2 separate regions of the Macaca mulatta genome follow, and region 2 is linked to region 1. The links are chromatin contacts, called in public Hi-C maps. All regions are on one chromosome and are shown on one strand. Each heading gives the region's core, a stretch centred on a gene start, on an enhancer-like site or on the middle of the called end of the contact. The rest is flanking DNA. Distances are from core to core; before and after follow the strand shown. Region 1 holds the start of ZKSCAN4 (zinc finger with KRAB and SCAN domains 4). Region 2 holds the start of ZKSCAN8 (zinc finger with KRAB and SCAN domains 8).

What was found. Hi-C and Micro-C count contacts between places; a contact is called where the count stands out from the background.
Region 2: a Hi-C map of fetal cortex germinal zone shows a contact between it and region 1, with 4 times the contacts expected there. The contact joins the promoter of ZKSCAN8 here to the promoter of ZKSCAN4 in region 1. A contact is called at or near these places in 3 of 14 Hi-C or Micro-C datasets (CD4 T cells, fetal cortex germinal zone and lung fibroblasts).

Annotation. Positions count from the first base shown.
Region 1 is chr4:155,110,669-155,115,285 of T2T-MMU8v2.0, reverse strand. It overlaps ZKSCAN4 (zinc finger with KRAB and SCAN domains 4), which reads right to left and starts at 2,171. Exons shown (of 5, transcript XM_028847756.2): 1 at 1,772-2,171. The coding sequence starts at 1,885.
Region 2 is chr4:155,232,440-155,237,056 of T2T-MMU8v2.0, reverse strand. ZKSCAN8 (zinc finger with KRAB and SCAN domains 8) reads left to right here and starts at 2,814. Exons shown (of 6, transcript XM_015135783.3): 1 at 2,814-2,960. LOC702796 reads right to left here and starts at 2,063. Exons shown (of 2, transcript XM_078000794.1): 1 at 1-2,063.

The DNA.
Region 1 (4,617 bases), core at 922-3,421:
ATGTAATGGCATGATCTCGCCTCACCGCAACCTCTGCCTCCGGGGTTCAAGTGATACTCCTGCCTCAGCCTCCCTAGTAGCTGGGATTATAGGCATGGGCCACCACACCCAGCTACTTTTTGTATTTTTAGTAGAGATGGGGTTTCTCCATGTTGGTCAGGCTGGTCTTGAACTCCCGATCTCAGGTGATCCATCTGCCTCGGCCTCCCAAAGTGCTGGGATTACAGGCATGAACCACTGTGCCCAGCCAAGGGTGGACAGTGTTTAAGCAGCTTGCCCTTGTCACCCAGCCTGGGCAAGGTGCTTTTAAGCAAGCTGCTTCAATAAGTGGCAATGCTAGGATGGGAGCTCAGACAGAATGACTCCAGATCCTGTGGTCTTACCATTACTCTAGGCTCCCTCATTATATACATCTGTGTGTTTACGAAAACCCTTTGGACACTGGTGCTAAATTCCCAAAGAATACTAATATATTTTCTAATCTGAAAAATGAGGATAATAATTTCTACTTTATGGGGTTTTGGAGACCAGTAAATAAGATCACAGTATGTGAAATCACCTAACATAGGGCCTGGCACATAGTTATGTCCTCATTAAAAGCAGGTTTCCTCCAGACATTTATAGCTAAATTACAGTTTTCAAGTTGCTGTCTCATGTGCAGCTCAGAATTTCCCACATCTTTTATGAAGAATGAAGCTAAGAGATTTATAATGACTTCCCACTGCTACAGGGCTCGGGTGCAATAGACCTAAGTCAAGAACCTCGGTATCCAGCTCACCAGTTAGAAGGCTTTGGCCACACAGGTCCTCTGAGGGTGTGTGCACAGGGACACAGGACAATGAGAAGAGGAAATAGTCCCTCATAAAACAGGGAAGAACATGAAGGTAAAAATCGGCCCACTTTCTACCAGAGGTTCATAACCAGTGGTCCATGGACTTTCTCCTAAGTGGTCCATGAACTTAGACAGGACAAAAACTAATCTTATTTTTACTGGTCTTTAAGAGAGAGTTAACATTTCCTTCAACTATGAATGGAAGCAACAAATCAAGGTAGCATAAGCAGTACCCAGGACTTTGTCACCAATAGAACCTGCACATGTTTTCACATCACATTACAACCAGGCAAATAGATGCTTATCACCATTCTGAAATTGCCAATTATAAGCCCTGTCCCTAGGTCTTATTATTTAGTGCACTAATAAAAATCCACATATATTACTTTAATACAAATTTAACTCTTTGCTAACTGTATGTCATTATGGTTGTGTTCTTTTGTAATCCTTTATAGTTTCTTTATATATTTAAAAACATAATTCTGAGAAGGAGTCCGGGGACTTCACCTTACTGCCAAGGACGTTCACAGTACAAAAAGAGATGGAGAACTCCTGGATCTTAAAGGAATGCCCCTCACTCCGATCTGGGATTTCAGGAGGAAACAGACCACAGCGCTCAGATATTAAACCTGTTCTTTCTACCTGCGGCGCCGGTTCATCCAGCTGCCTCTCCAAATACTCCAATAGCACCACCACCTCCTCCCCGCTCTCTGGATGCTGCTCCCGCACCCAGCTCTGCAGATTCCCCGGCAGGATGGTCAGGAACTGCTCCAGCACCAGCAGCTCCAGGATCTGCTCCTTGCTGTGCATCTCAGGCTGCAGCCACTGTCGGCAGAGCTCTCGGAGCCGGCTCAGCGCCTCGCGGGGACCCGCAGCCTCCGGGTAGCGGAAGCCTCGGAAGCGCTGGCGGGAGCGTTCGGGGCTGCAGGATGCGCTCACCTCCGCCGTCAAGGCGGAAGCTTCCTCCTTCTCTACCTTCACGGTCAGAAGCCCCGTCTGGTCTTCTGCAGACTGGGCGTCCAGGGCTGCGTTTTTTCTCGGTTCTCTAGCCATTCTGACCCAAGGCAGTACTAAGGTCTCACTCTAGTTGCGACCTGTATATCTTCAGAGGATTCTGGAAAGGTGGTAAATTGTCCAGTAAAACTGCAAGTGGTCCCCCTCCTCTCATGCCCAGAGGCCCAGGACACTCCTGAGGCGCAGCTGCACAGATCTCTCTTATAGTCCGTGCCCTTGCAGGGTCGTCCTCTGCACTTCACTCTGAATCCCACAGTAAGTATCCCCAAAGGATGTCTGGAAGTGAAAGTGATCACTCTCCAGACACAGGAGGGAAGTTGAGGCTGGAGCACAGGAAGCCTCGCTGGCAACTAAGGCAACTTCCTGGGCTCTCTAGGAAGCTTCTCTCAGTGGTTGTCTCCGAGTTAACCCTTTAGCTACCCTGTCCTTACCACCACACAAGGGAAGGCAGTTAAGGGAAAGAAAAGGAAAGGATGACGTACACTGGATCATAAGAAATAGGACTGAGCCTTTAAATCCTGGAAGGATGCCGTTGTGGCTCATATTTCTTTCCTATGTAAAGCTTGCTTAAGCAGCTGGCATAAAATTAACACTAAAATTGAGCTGGAAAGCAGGGGTTCCCCAGAGCCCTAAAAACTCTGGCAAGAGGACCAGAAACATCAAAGCAGCGGAACACATCACCAGGCACTTGCCTGGAGTGAGCAGTGGCTGCCCTTGGTCCTTCCCCACTCACCCCCTTAATCTGTCACTTTTTTTCCTCCTCATTAAGGTCAAACTACTTGAAAGAAAGCCCCCCCACCCCAACTGTAGCCCTCACCTCCCACTAATCCTTAACACAGTGTCCCACTCCCCCCTCACCACTTTGCACATTCTGTGGCTGCTTCTCTGGCAATCAGGCTTATGCTTCTCTCCACCTTCAGAAACTCTCTAGTCTCTGGCTTCAGGGACCCCATTCTCTTCTGCTTTCTTCCTTCCTGTTTCTTCCCAGCCCCCATTCACAGTCAAGCACAGTGGCTAGATACACAGGTAGCCAGGTTACCTGTGTAATCCTGGCTTTACCACTAACTGGCTGGGTGAGCTTGGTAAATTATTTACCCTCCCTGTGCCCGACTTTTCCAATCTGTAAATAGGGAAAGTAATAGTAGATAGGGATGTTACAGGCATTAGTAGGGATTAGATAATATTGAGAGCACTCTTGTGTAAACTGCTTAGAACAATGCCTGGCATGTGATAAACTAGGCCTATCCTATAATAGGAGAAAGCCTTGAGAATTCTTTGAACTAGATGGGACTCGATTTTAAGCCGTAATTGACTGTAAGTTTTTTTGGCTGGACACTTCAGTAAGCCCCTTTCTGCCCAGTGGAATGGAGAAGCTACAAAATGCAAGTTCAGTAATTTATTAGGGGAAAAAATACCATGTCAGTGCTTCCCTGAGTTTTTCTTTCTCTGCCTATGCCTCTATGTTCCAAGGATTAGGAAGGAAAAGAACTTCAGAAAATGAGAGGTCCCAAAGACTTTTGCAAATGAAAACTGCTACAAAATATCTTTCTCTTGATGAGCTACCACAGAAGGTAGAGGGCAGTGCCCCTGAAGTATCCTTATAAGTAAACTTGAATATAAGTAAGTTTCTAGATCCTAATATTTACAGAAACAAGTTAAGTTAGCAGTTTTCACACTCTGTCAGAGAAAATCACTGGGGAGCTTTTAAAACATCCTGATACCTAGACTGCAAGCAGGATCAATTAAATCAGAGTGTCACAGGATGGGACTCAGGCATTAATAACATCTTTTTGTTGTTTTTGTTTGTTTTGCGACAGTCTTGCTGTGTCACCCAGAGATGGAGTGCAGTGGCACAATCTTGGCTCACTGCAACCTCTGCTTCCTGGGTTCAAGTGATTCTAGTGCCCCAGCCACCTGAATAGCTGGGATTACAGACATGCGTCACCATGCTGGTCTCGAACTCCTGGCCTCAAGTGATCCACCCACCTCAGCCTCCCAAAGTGCTGGGATTACAGGTGTGAGTCACCATGCCTGGCCAACTTTCCTAGATGATTCCAACATGCAGGTGAGTTTGAGAGTTAAGGAATTAAATGACACTTTAAAAATCAATCAGCCAAATCCAGCATGTGGGATATTCTATAGAACAGAATGATGCAGGACAAGTGAGCCCCAAAATTAGGGCTTAGCTCAAGAGGATGCTTTGCTTTGCCCAGGGAAGAGTTCAAGGGCAAGCCAGTGGTATGAGGCAACAACTTTTATTGAAGTGTCAGTGTACCACAGCAGCAGAGGTACTGCTCCTTACAGAGCAGGGCTACCCCCTAGGCAGTGTGCCCAGAGTAGCAGCTCAGAAGCAGTTCTGCAGTTACATTTATACCTACATTTAATTATATGCAAATTAAGCATCCAATTATGCAGAAATTTCTAGAAAAGGGGTGTTAACTTCTGAGACACCTGGTCATTGCCATGGAAAGGGGTGGCAACTTCCTTGTGTTGCCATGGCAATGGTAAACTGACATTGCACATTGGTGGGTGTGTCTTGTGGAGAGGTGATTTTGCCTCTTCCCTCTTAGCTAGTCTTCAATTTGGTCAGGTGTTGGAGCCCCACTTCTGGAGTTGAATTCTGCCTCCTACCTCATTCCTCCCTCAGAGATTAGATATGCCTTCTTAATTTTAAGCAGGCTGCAGAAGGGCAGTGGTCCATCTTCTGTAACTGCTTCCTGCTTAGTTTATGGGTATAGGCCCTGCCTAGCACTGGAAGAGTACAAATCTCT
Region 2 (4,617 bases), core at 1,565-4,064, 120 kb before region 1:
TGAAAGAAAAATCTACCATAAGACTAGGAGTAATTTGAGAGACCATTAAAGAATTATCCCCCAACATTCTAGGTAAATACCATTTGAGGGTAGAGATACCAGCTTTTAATAATTTGATATATCATGTTTCATTTATTTTTAAAAATACAAAAAATAAAAGGCAAACAGAGAAGTTTAAATTTTACTTAGAGATAAGGAACCACTCAGGGTTAGTGATTGGAAGAATGATAATGATATTTAAGGACCACGTCTTGGATAGTTAGGAAGACTATCTCAAGTCTGTTGCAGTCACATAGGTATGAATTAATTAGAACTGAGGATGGTGGTTACATTAATGGAGAAAAGTAACATTTCAAAGGAGAAATCTGGTGCTGATAATTTCTCCTTTATCTCCATATTTCATTGAGTAAGCTAAGGAAGCCTCTCAAACCTGGATAACTTAGAAATTGGTGATATTATCAACCATTCTAATGGATATGTGGTGGTAATTCATTGTGGTTTTAACTTTGCATTTCCCTGATGAATAATTATTACTTTTTAGTGTGCATACTGGCCATTCTTTTATCTTTTGTAAACAAAGTGTTCAAATATTTTGCCTATTTGTGTTGAATTATCTTATTCATTTAATTGTGAGAGTTCTTTATATATTCTGGATAGTTCTTTGTCAGATAGATGTATTACAAATATTTTCCAGTGTATAGCTTTTTCTTCACTTTCTTAATGGTGCTTTTTTTGAGAAGATTTAAATTCTGATGAGAATTTAAATTTAAAATTTTGAAGTCAAATTTATCAATTTTATCTGTTATAATCGGTGTCTGTGTGTCCAGTTTGAGAAAACTGCCTATAGCATGATGCTATTTTACTTCCTATGTGTACACAATTTTATACATAGTATGTGCAGTCATAGTTGTGTGCACATTGAATTTGTACAACTACCTATGTGCACAACTTCAGACTTAAAAATTATTTGTTTGTTTATTTAAGATGAGACAGGGTCTTGCTCCACTGATCAGGCTGGAGTGCAATGGCAGGATCTCAGCTCACTGCAGCCTCTGCCTCACAGGCTCATGTGATTCTCCTGCCCCAGCCTCTGGAGTAGCTGTGACTACAGGAGCCCACCACCATGCCCGGCTAATTTTTGTATTTTTTGCCAAGATGGGGTTTTGCCATGTTGGCCAGGCTGGTCTCAAACTCCTGAGCTCAGGTGATCCTCCCGCAGCTTCCCAAAGTGCTGGGATTACAGTCATGAGCCACCTTGCTCAGCCAAAAAAGTTATTTTTTAAACGTAAAAAAAGAAACAAAGTAGAGTTCTAATCTGTCACCAGTTACTTCCAGTTACCATCCCAGGTGGAAAGCAACAGCTGTGAAATAAAAAGCAAAAATAAGTGCTTTGAAGGAGTCCAGAAGCACTGTAGCTTCCTAGTGTTTACTATTATTTACTTGTTTTCATGTGATAATTAGATGACAAAACCCTTAAATCAAAACAACTTTGTCAGTACACAAAATTTGGGGAGTTAGTAATTGGGAAGGGATAGAAACGGTGGTGGTAGCTACCAGCAGGAGCAGATAAAGAGGGAAATTAAGGTGAAAATTGGAGGAGCCCTGAGAACTCAATAAATAGGTGGTTGGGAAAGGCGCTGAAGGAAATAAATACATGAGACCTAAACAACAAAAATTAACTCTTGCCACAACCTCCACCCCTGAAATCCTATTAGTCTCAAAAGTTAAAAAGCTGTAATGCAACAGGTCTGTTCATTACATAGGGCCAGGGCGGTGGCTCATGCCTGTAATCCCAGGACTTTGGGAGACTGAGGCAGGAGGATCACTTGAGCCCAGGAGTTCGAAACCAGCCTGGGCAACATACTGAGACCCCCCCACCCCCACCCCGTTTCTACAAGAAAAAATTTTTTAAAGCTGAGGTTGGTGCACACCTGTAGTCCCAGCTACTTGGGGGACTTAGGTGGGACGATTGCTTGAGCCCAGAAGGTTGAGGCTGCCGTGAGCTATGATCACACCAATACACTCTGCAATAGCGCCCCGTCTCAAAAAAAAAAAGACTAGCAAAAAAAGAATGAACATAGATTTGTTCCCCAAATTTTGTGGTATTAAAACTAGGGTTTACTCCCCAAGCTTACATCATAGGTTTAGCATTAAAACAGCTAAGCAGCAAAGCAGATGTTGTAAGCAATTGAAATTCATTAACATAGGAAAGAGTGGGAAATATGTAAAGATCCAAAAATAATATATATTTAATTACGATTTTTTGAATACTTAATAAAGTATGCGATTCCTAAGTGCCATGCCATAGGGATTTCACAAAACTATGAACTGTGATTAGCAGGAATTTCTCATGAAGTTTGTACTCTATGTGGGAGGATTGGATATATTTATGAATATATTTATGAACAGTAAAGTACAGGGTATGTAACGGGGCCAAACGCGAGTCCAGTTGGAATCCTAAGGAACCATGAAGTGCTCCCTCCTCCAACACTTTCCTAGCCTCCTTACACAGCTCTAGCCTCCCTACGTCGGATATCTACCCCCAGGGGGCCGTTACTATTGTCAGCGAACGCGCGGAGCTGCACGAGCACACAAGGCAGAGGGGACACCAAGGTCCGTTATTCCCCAGCACGTTCACTGCCCCAGCGACGGGGAAGCCTGAGGCACGCAGACGAACCCGAGGCACAGCACACAGCAGGTGAGGGGCGTGGTACTCCTGTACCCGCAGTCGGCAGACCATAGAGCTTTTAGACCTCCAGGACTCCTAGAGAGCTTCCGGAAGTGCCTTTGGGGCAAGATGCGTGCTGGACGGTGTTGTGCCTCCGCAGATTTGGAAGTTAGTGGCCGGAGGGCCCTGGTTGGAGTACAGTTTTCATCTCCTTTACTTCCCGACCTTTCTCCGGGTGTGTTTATCCGTTGCAGCGTACCTTCCCCCCGCCGGGGCGCCTCTGCAACTCACAGTGAGTACGGTCGGGCTCTGGGTCGGAGAAAAGTGGGTGCTTTGTGGCTGGTCCAGGCCGCAGCTGAGGACTGGCGTGAGGGGTCCGCAGAGGGGCCTGTGCGGTGGTCGTCGCCGCGGACCGATTCCGACGCCTTAGTTGCTGGTACAGGCAGAGTACGTCCCCACGCATTGCCCTCGAACTTTTTGCGAGGGAACCTTTTATGAAGCTTTCTTCATAGATAATCGTTTTGTGGTATGATTTTGTAGTCGATCGTGTTTATCTTAAAATGGGGAACTGACCCCCCCCATGTTATTTTTTATCCAATTATTTCCAGAGTCTGAATTGTTTTCAGATAGCGCTATTTTGCGTTTCGGTCACAACAAAATTCTCAGTTTTTAAAAAAAGACATATTTTGCTTTTGGAAGCCCCAGTTTTCCATGCATACCCATTTTTGCTGTTACTCTGCTTTCTTTAGTGTTTTCAGAAACTGGTGGTGTGTTGACTAGATAATTGTACGAAAGTTTGTTTTGTTTTGTTTTAATTTCAAGGTAATTCAGAATTCAGCGTTATCAGAATGCCTATTTCATTCGTTAAAGCAAACTGAAGTTAGCCAACGAGGAACTCTGGGAGGTCCCCATTTCCAAAACTCTGGTTAGTCATGAATAATTTTTGTCAGGCTACTTTGACTGCCACCACCACCTTTAAAAACATATTTCTGGTGTTTGTTAGTTCCGTTGAGTATATTTACGAACAGTCATTGTTTTAGCAAATACATACATGTTTTGAATTTCTGTTGTGGTTAAATGTAAAATGTGATGTTAATTAAAACTTTCAGCTAATGCAATTTGAGATAACAAAGCATAGTATTCGCTTCACCTACTTTTTCTTGGATTTTAAATCCTGGAAAATGTCTTTTTTGTTTTGTTTTCAGTTCCCAAACATTTCTCAAATTAGACTTAGTCTGAAGGAAGAATACATTCCTTCTACAACTATTGAAAAAATAATGCTGTTAAAATTGAGTTGTGCCTTCAGTATCTCACAGGATTACAGCATTTAAAATTCAGAGGAAGCTTTAAAGATGGCATATTAAACTCATGTAAACTTGACTAGGTGTTATTTAAGGAGACTGTAAAAATCAGTCTGTATCCACACAGTGCTCACCAACTTAATACAGACATGTACGCACAAAACTGAGAGGAAAGTACATAGTAGAGTAATTTTGCACTCAGTTATTTATAGGTTGTAATTCTCAAAAACTAGCTGATTAGAGAGGGAAGAGACTTAAAAATATGGAAAATTAGCCACTAAATAGAATAATCAAGATGGGCAATGGGCAAGAGCTGTTGGCCGATTTGGTATAAAAAATGAACAAACCTGGTAATTAGCTGGTTTTCATCAGTATTACTATTGAGACTTTTTAATACCACATCAACAATATAAAGTTCTTGAATGCTGCACACTTCACATTAAAATATTTTATAGCCTCCTGTACTGGTAAGAAGTGGGATTGCATCTGTGAATAGACACTGCACTCAAGCCTGAGCAACATAGTGAGACCCTGTCCCTAAATAATAATAATGATAATAATAATAAATATTTTATAACCATTATGGATGAGGATTGTTCAGTAATAGATGGCCAGTTGTTCAGTAGTTAAAAATGAACTTCGGCTTTA